Regions from separate parts of the Siniperca chuatsi genome. Here region 1 is linked to region 2. Evidence: chromatin contacts called from public Hi-C data. All regions are on one chromosome and are shown on one strand. The core of a region is the stretch at or near the end of the contact, and the rest is flanking DNA. Distances in the headings are between cores, read along the strand shown. Region 1 holds the start of pdzrn3b (E3 ubiquitin-protein ligase PDZRN3-B). Region 2 overlaps pdzrn3b (E3 ubiquitin-protein ligase PDZRN3-B).

Region 1 (3,059 bases), core at 4-2,503, 40 kb before region 2:
CCATGACCTAAAGAGTACCTGCTAAGAAAAATATGTTATCGTACAGTGAGTATGAAACAGGCTGTATATACACAGTACAAGGACCTTTGACGTGACTGCACAGTTTTTCTTCCACCCCATCTAAGACAACCCATAACATCAGTGTAGGATTACCCGCAAGCTCAGCCTCTCTCTGTCACACTTTGTCCATTAAGTCTTTGATAAGCCCTTGTTTTTAGTTCTGGATAATGCACATATGGAAAGGTTTTATTGAGCATGGCATTGCATAAAACTGGATTTCCGAAAGAGGAGGCAACCTGTAGGAATGGGTATCTAATCAAGGCAGGGTCAGAACCACTGAAGGCTGTGTGTTTCTGCCTGTACAGCAGAGGCTTTTCTTTTCCTTCACTGAGCACATCCAGTGTGCTCACTGGAGTTTCATTTACAATTCAAATACATTCAGTACTATAGGGCCTCCTGCTTGAAAATGCAGTCAAATGAAGTGTCAAAGTGGTAAAACAGTGTAATACCATGCTGTCTTTATGTAAGGAGTGTGGTGAGAGGTGTGTTTAAACACGAATCCCTCTGTGGTGCCTCAAATATTCATTTTCATTCCACACATTGTGATCCAGGTTGATTTTCCCAACTTTTACCTGGTCTCCTCCTCACTCAAAGTGTGTTGTAACTTGACAGTCTTGTTTGTGGTTGTACTCGTAATGTCCTTCCAAAGTTGCTTGTTTTCACAAGTGTTGCGCATGCCTGAACGCTCACCCACCGTGTTGTAAATATCTAACTGTCATGTCACCTTGTCTAATCACATTTATGTAGTGGAATTTTGCTGTTTATCACAAATATTCAGGTGGGGAATATAGATATAGGGCTCCATGATAGACTTTATCTGCATTGTCAAATTATATTGTTGTCCCTTCACAGTATGTAGGCTGCATCAAAATTCCAGACTATGGATGAAAACAAATAAGGGCCCTCTACAGTAGGTCAAGTTTATAACGTCTCACATTAGTCTCAAAAAGTTTTAATCTGCCCATATTTTGAACCAGTAAATCACAACCATGGGGTGTTCAGTGGTTACAAGTAGATGGATGAGCTAAGCTACTTCTATTCTGCATAAAACTTTTTTATTTTGACAGCAAAAATTATTTTCATGCCAAAATCTAAACCTCATATGCGCAGTTAATAGAGTACTTACGGTAGAGTATTCCTCCACAATTTCGCCCCTAGAAATGCTGCCTTCAGAGACGGTCAGGATCGTTGCATTTACAGGTTTAGGTCACGTGAACAGCGTGTGAGAGACTTTGAATTTGATATTTTTATGACAAAGACCACGTGTGTAGTGTCATTAATAGAGAATACAATTTCGGCATATCGCATAATAGACTACTACTGTAGCTTTATATTTTCATTTTTAACTTCTAACTTTTAGATGTCATAACCTTTAATAACAATCAACTTTATCCAGAGTTTGTCTTTTTCATTTTGCATTTCTACAACAATGTTGTTTCTACTTGAAAAGTTAAGTAAAGTAATTCTATTTTAGCCTTAGGCCTATATCTTTTCTGACTTGAAATAATAGGCTTACGAGGTGTACTTGAAGGCACCAAAAGTCTCGGTCAATTAGTTAAGTTTAGACAGTGAAGAGAGCTTGTAGTCGGTCTGTGAGCGTTCCACCAATGACCAGCTAAAAACCCCTCACTGCTCCGACTCAGATCTGCGGGGGTGGGGAGTCAACAAGTTTGGAATTGGACTTTCAAAACCATGGGATTCGAGCTGGACCGCTTCAAGGGGACCGTGGACCCGGATTTCAAATGCAACTTGTGCAACAAAGTCTTGGAGGACCCGCTGACGACTCCGTGCGGTCACGTCTTCTGCTCCGGCTGCGTGCTGCCCTGGGTCGTCCAGCAGAGCAGCTGCCCCGTCAAATGTCAGCGGATCTCCGCCAAAGAGCTGAACCACGTCCTGCCTCTTAAAAACCTCATCCTGAAGCTGGAGATCAAATGTGACAACCACGCGAGGGGCTGCGATGCGGTGGTGAAGCTGCAGCATCTGGCCGAGCATGCCGAGATGTGCGACTACTCCCCGGCGAAGTGCAGGAATAAAGGATGCAACGAGGTGCTTAACCTGAGGGACATGGATGCTCATATGCGGGAGACGTGCGACTACAGACCGGTGGGGATATGCGAGAGCGGCTGCGGATTGATGCTCACCCATAAAGAGCAGAAATTAAACAGCCACTGCTGCCTGATCGCTCTGAAGGCGCACAACAGCGCGCTGCACTGCAAAATTGTCAGCCTGGATAGAGAGTTCAAGAAGCAGACTATTAAAGCCAACAAGAGGGAGAAGTCACTCCTGGCACAACTTTCCGCCGTGCACAGCGAGCTGCAGATGACAGCTCTGAAATATCAGAAGAAATTCACCGAGTATAGCGAGAGGATCGACTCCCTCACCAGGACCGTGGCTTTCTCCTGCAAGGTAAGCAACAAAGCTTCAACTTTCAGTGAGCACAAGCAACTTTTTTCCCCCCCTCTCTTATCCACAGTTCATTCTGATAGTGTAGACACAGGCAGTACATTTTCTGCATATATCAGTAGCATATATTTTGACTCATCTTTACTGACATCCTGCAGTGCAAATGTTTCAGGGCCAGCATGCTTTAAAATGTCTTTCTCAACATGTTTGCTTGCATTCTGGGCCTACCATCTCAGTACTTTTTTCTAACTACATCCCAGATGAAAATGGAGGTCAAACTTTATTGAGGATTTTTCTGAGGATTCTCCAAGTTTTCAGGAGTCCTACAGTGCTCAGAAGTTTGTTTCTTTGCTGTCTGCTTTGAGACATGGATGTCAGCTGTGCCTCTGGCCAGCTGGCAGTCAGTGGGGGAGGGCCAAATATTTACTGCAGTTCTGTACACAACAAGAGCCAGGTTCCAATTATATTGCCACCTTGCAGCATGCTTGTTTGAGGCTTTCTGTCACCGGGTGTTCGCCTTTCCCCCCCCCCCAGACCATCACGGATGTAGCAGAGTCACTGGCACCAAAGTTGTGTGAGTGTTGTGAAAGACAGTG
Region 2 (2,921 bases), core at 96-2,595:
TGAACTGAGCTGACCTCTCTGTGGCACAAGGATCAGCATCAGGGACTCGTGCCCGACTCTGTGATCACTGTGAAAGTGTTACTGGCATGAGCTGATGACGTGCTGTACGGGTTAAAATATGCCACCCACACAAATGGTGACTCTACATCAGCCATCATAGCTGGATGGGTGGTGAGTGAAAAGGACGGTTGTTCTGTCTCTGAATGTCTTTCCCTTTTCTCTGGGAGGACATTAAGTGTAGCCCCCGCTCTCTGCCCCCCAGAGGAACCAGTTTCCTGCCATGCCTCCATGCTGAAATCAGATCCCAGCGTTGCTCAGGCCTTGTTTTTCTTGGCAAGGGCCGCACACAGACACTCACACAGAACTGAGGCTCCCGACCATTTCTACCCACCTTCACTACCTCTCTTTCTTCCCCTCGCTCTTTCTCTAAACCTCTTCTCTCGTCTTCATAAATTTACAAGTAAACAAGGCCTTTATCTGCTTTCCCCTGAAGCCAGTTTTTACAGTACCGGAGCCGGAGTGTGAATGTTTGACTGATAAAGCTGTGTGCGATGGCTCACAAAGGGAGAGTGATGTGAGTGTTAAAAAAGTTGTGATGAGGATAGATGGAAGACTTGCATGCTTCGCCAGCCATTTTTGGGCTGTAATTTGAGCCCAACTCATTCAGCCAGCACATATTTTAATGACATTTAAACATCTCCAGATGTAATTTTAAAAAGGTCCAAACAAATGCCTCATGAGGCTTTTAAGATGATATTTTTCCCTCTGTAACAGACCGATGCATCATGTTTTAGAGATAAGTTTTATAGTGATGTTGCTTTCACTGAAAACCCCCAAAACTCCTCAAAGGCTTGTCTTTGTTGAGCAGGGCAGCATTCCACTGAGTTCATGCACAGGGTTTTTTTTCACTTCCTCCAGTTTGGAGCTTCACTATCCCCTCGGCTTGAATGTGAGTGATGCAAAGTAAGTGTATTGTTTTCCAGCGCAGCTCTGCGGCTTGTGGGAACAGGGTTGTAAAGAGGGTTTGAATGACAGAAGCGTGCACTCTGGTCAGTCTGCTCATTGTCGTCTGCTGTTTACATGCCTTTGGCCCTCACACCACTGCCATGGACCGAGGCAATTTAACTGCAAACCCATGAGTTACTGCTGCAGTTGAAAAGGTGCTCTGTCCCAGAGCCCAGTGGTGTGGAGGATCACTGAGTGTGTGTGCTTTTCATGGATGGGTACACAAGGCTTGCATTCCCCCCGCCTGTCTGCTTGTGTTTGTGTGGTTATGTGTGTGTACATATGCAGGGGGGGAGGAGTGCTACAACAACAAACTGGGCTCATCAGTGACATTAAACAGTCCCATATTTCAGGAAGAAAGCAAACAGAACTGGCTGTTGCTCTGCATTTGCACTTATTACAAGTGCATGGAAGTTAGCCGAGCACTTCAAGGAAGCGCCCTTCCCACAAGGACATTAAATCCAGAATCAAAGTTATTGATGGAGGTTTAGTTATCTCAGGCTATTAACTCTCTACCTCCCTCTGTCCTTCTACCCCTCTTACCTACAGCACAGCACAAATGAAACCCATATGCCAATCGCACAGGCATTGTGAGTTACTGAATCAAAAAATTACCCTATGCTTGGATTTCCATCTATTCCTCATGCAATGTTTTCCACTGAGGTGCTAGTGTGCTCCGGAGAGATTGGTGGGGGAGACAGAAAGAGGAGTCAAGGCCCTCCTTGGTTGTTCCACGTCACCACTCTTCCCACCCAGCCGATGGAGTTATCACACAATTATAGCTGTATAAATACATAGACATGCCTTGTAATGTAGCCGACATGCACTGACCACAAGTCCGTTCCCCCCCCCCGCCTTACTGGAGCCACCACGTGTCTGTCCCTCCATTCATTACGCAAGGATACAGCTGAGCTTCCTTTTTTATCCTTCTCTGCATTTTTATTTTTTTCTGTCTGTGCTTCCTAATTTGATTTCGTGCTCAGCGGATGTTACAGCTTGATCTTTGCACATCACAATGTCTTGTTGTTGCGCGTTGAAAAAAATGTTGGTGTTTTCCCAGCTTTCCCATGGCTAGTAATTAGAGGCGTGTGATGTGTGGGCTGCTGAAAAAGGGGGGGGGATGAACCCCGCCCCCAGGTAAGCCCCCCCCCACACCACCCTCCAGTGTCTCTCCAGCCAAGGCCATATTAAAAGCTTTTGCAACTTGCATTCACATTCAATTAAAAGCTCCCCTCTGCAGCCGCGGAGAAACAGCTGCAGAGACTCCATGCTGTCTGTTCTCCTCAGTTGTTGTCGAGAAGGTCGCGGCTCGTCTCCCGTCGGAGGTTTACACCCCCCAGCAAACACACAGACACACATTAGCCAAAATCACATCCAAATGTTTACATGAGAGGCGGTGTCCCTGTTTCATCGTTTCCTTATCGCTGCGGCATAATAAGGCGCAATTACAGAAAAAGATAGCACAATGTGGACAACAAGCCAGCAAGAAAGGGAAGTGAGTAATAGCTTGTAAACAGATACTCTTCGGCCCGTATTCTTTGATGGAAAAAGATGTGAACCTCAAAGACCTGAATGAGCCTGTCCGCAATTATTAGTTATTTGCTGATTTTAAATGCTGGTCAGACTTTCCACATCAGAAGCTCTGATAAGACATCTCACTATTCTCATTACCTCTGCTTGAACTGTTGTTTGCACACTGCAGAATCAGATGGACAGTTGTTCAATGTAGTCTGTCAGTGCATTCAGATTTTTTTTATTCTCTAATTTTTCTGTGTTGTCAGAATGAACACAAAGAAAATTGGCAATGAAACCACCCTCTGTCTGTTTTATGTATACAGTGGAAATTTAGTTGGTGGTCTAGAACTTAAGAGTATAACGTATACAGTATGTTAAGATTTTGATTTGTAGGTGGGAAG

What was found. Hi-C and Micro-C count contacts between places; a contact is called where the count stands out from the background.
Region 1: a contact with region 2 is called in a Hi-C map of skeletal muscle, with 3 times the contacts expected there. The contact joins the promoter of pdzrn3b here to the enhancer-like site in region 2. A contact is called at or near these places in 2 of 3 Hi-C or Micro-C datasets (skeletal muscle and an unstated tissue).

The regions. Positions count from the first base shown.
Region 1 is chrLG2:28,095,182-28,098,240 of ASM2008510v1, reverse strand. It overlaps pdzrn3b (E3 ubiquitin-protein ligase PDZRN3-B), which reads left to right and starts at 1,253. Exons shown (of 10, transcript XM_044168676.1): 1 at 1,253-2,466. The coding sequence starts at 1,753.
Region 2 is chrLG2:28,055,420-28,058,340 of ASM2008510v1, reverse strand. The region is part of intron 3 of pdzrn3b (E3 ubiquitin-protein ligase PDZRN3-B); the gene reads left to right. Among protein-coding and RNA genes, the nearest start is that of pdzrn3b, 40 kb to the left of the region's middle. Within about 2 kb of position 1,345, the one cell type or tissue checked has an H3K27ac peak away from gene starts, as active enhancers do.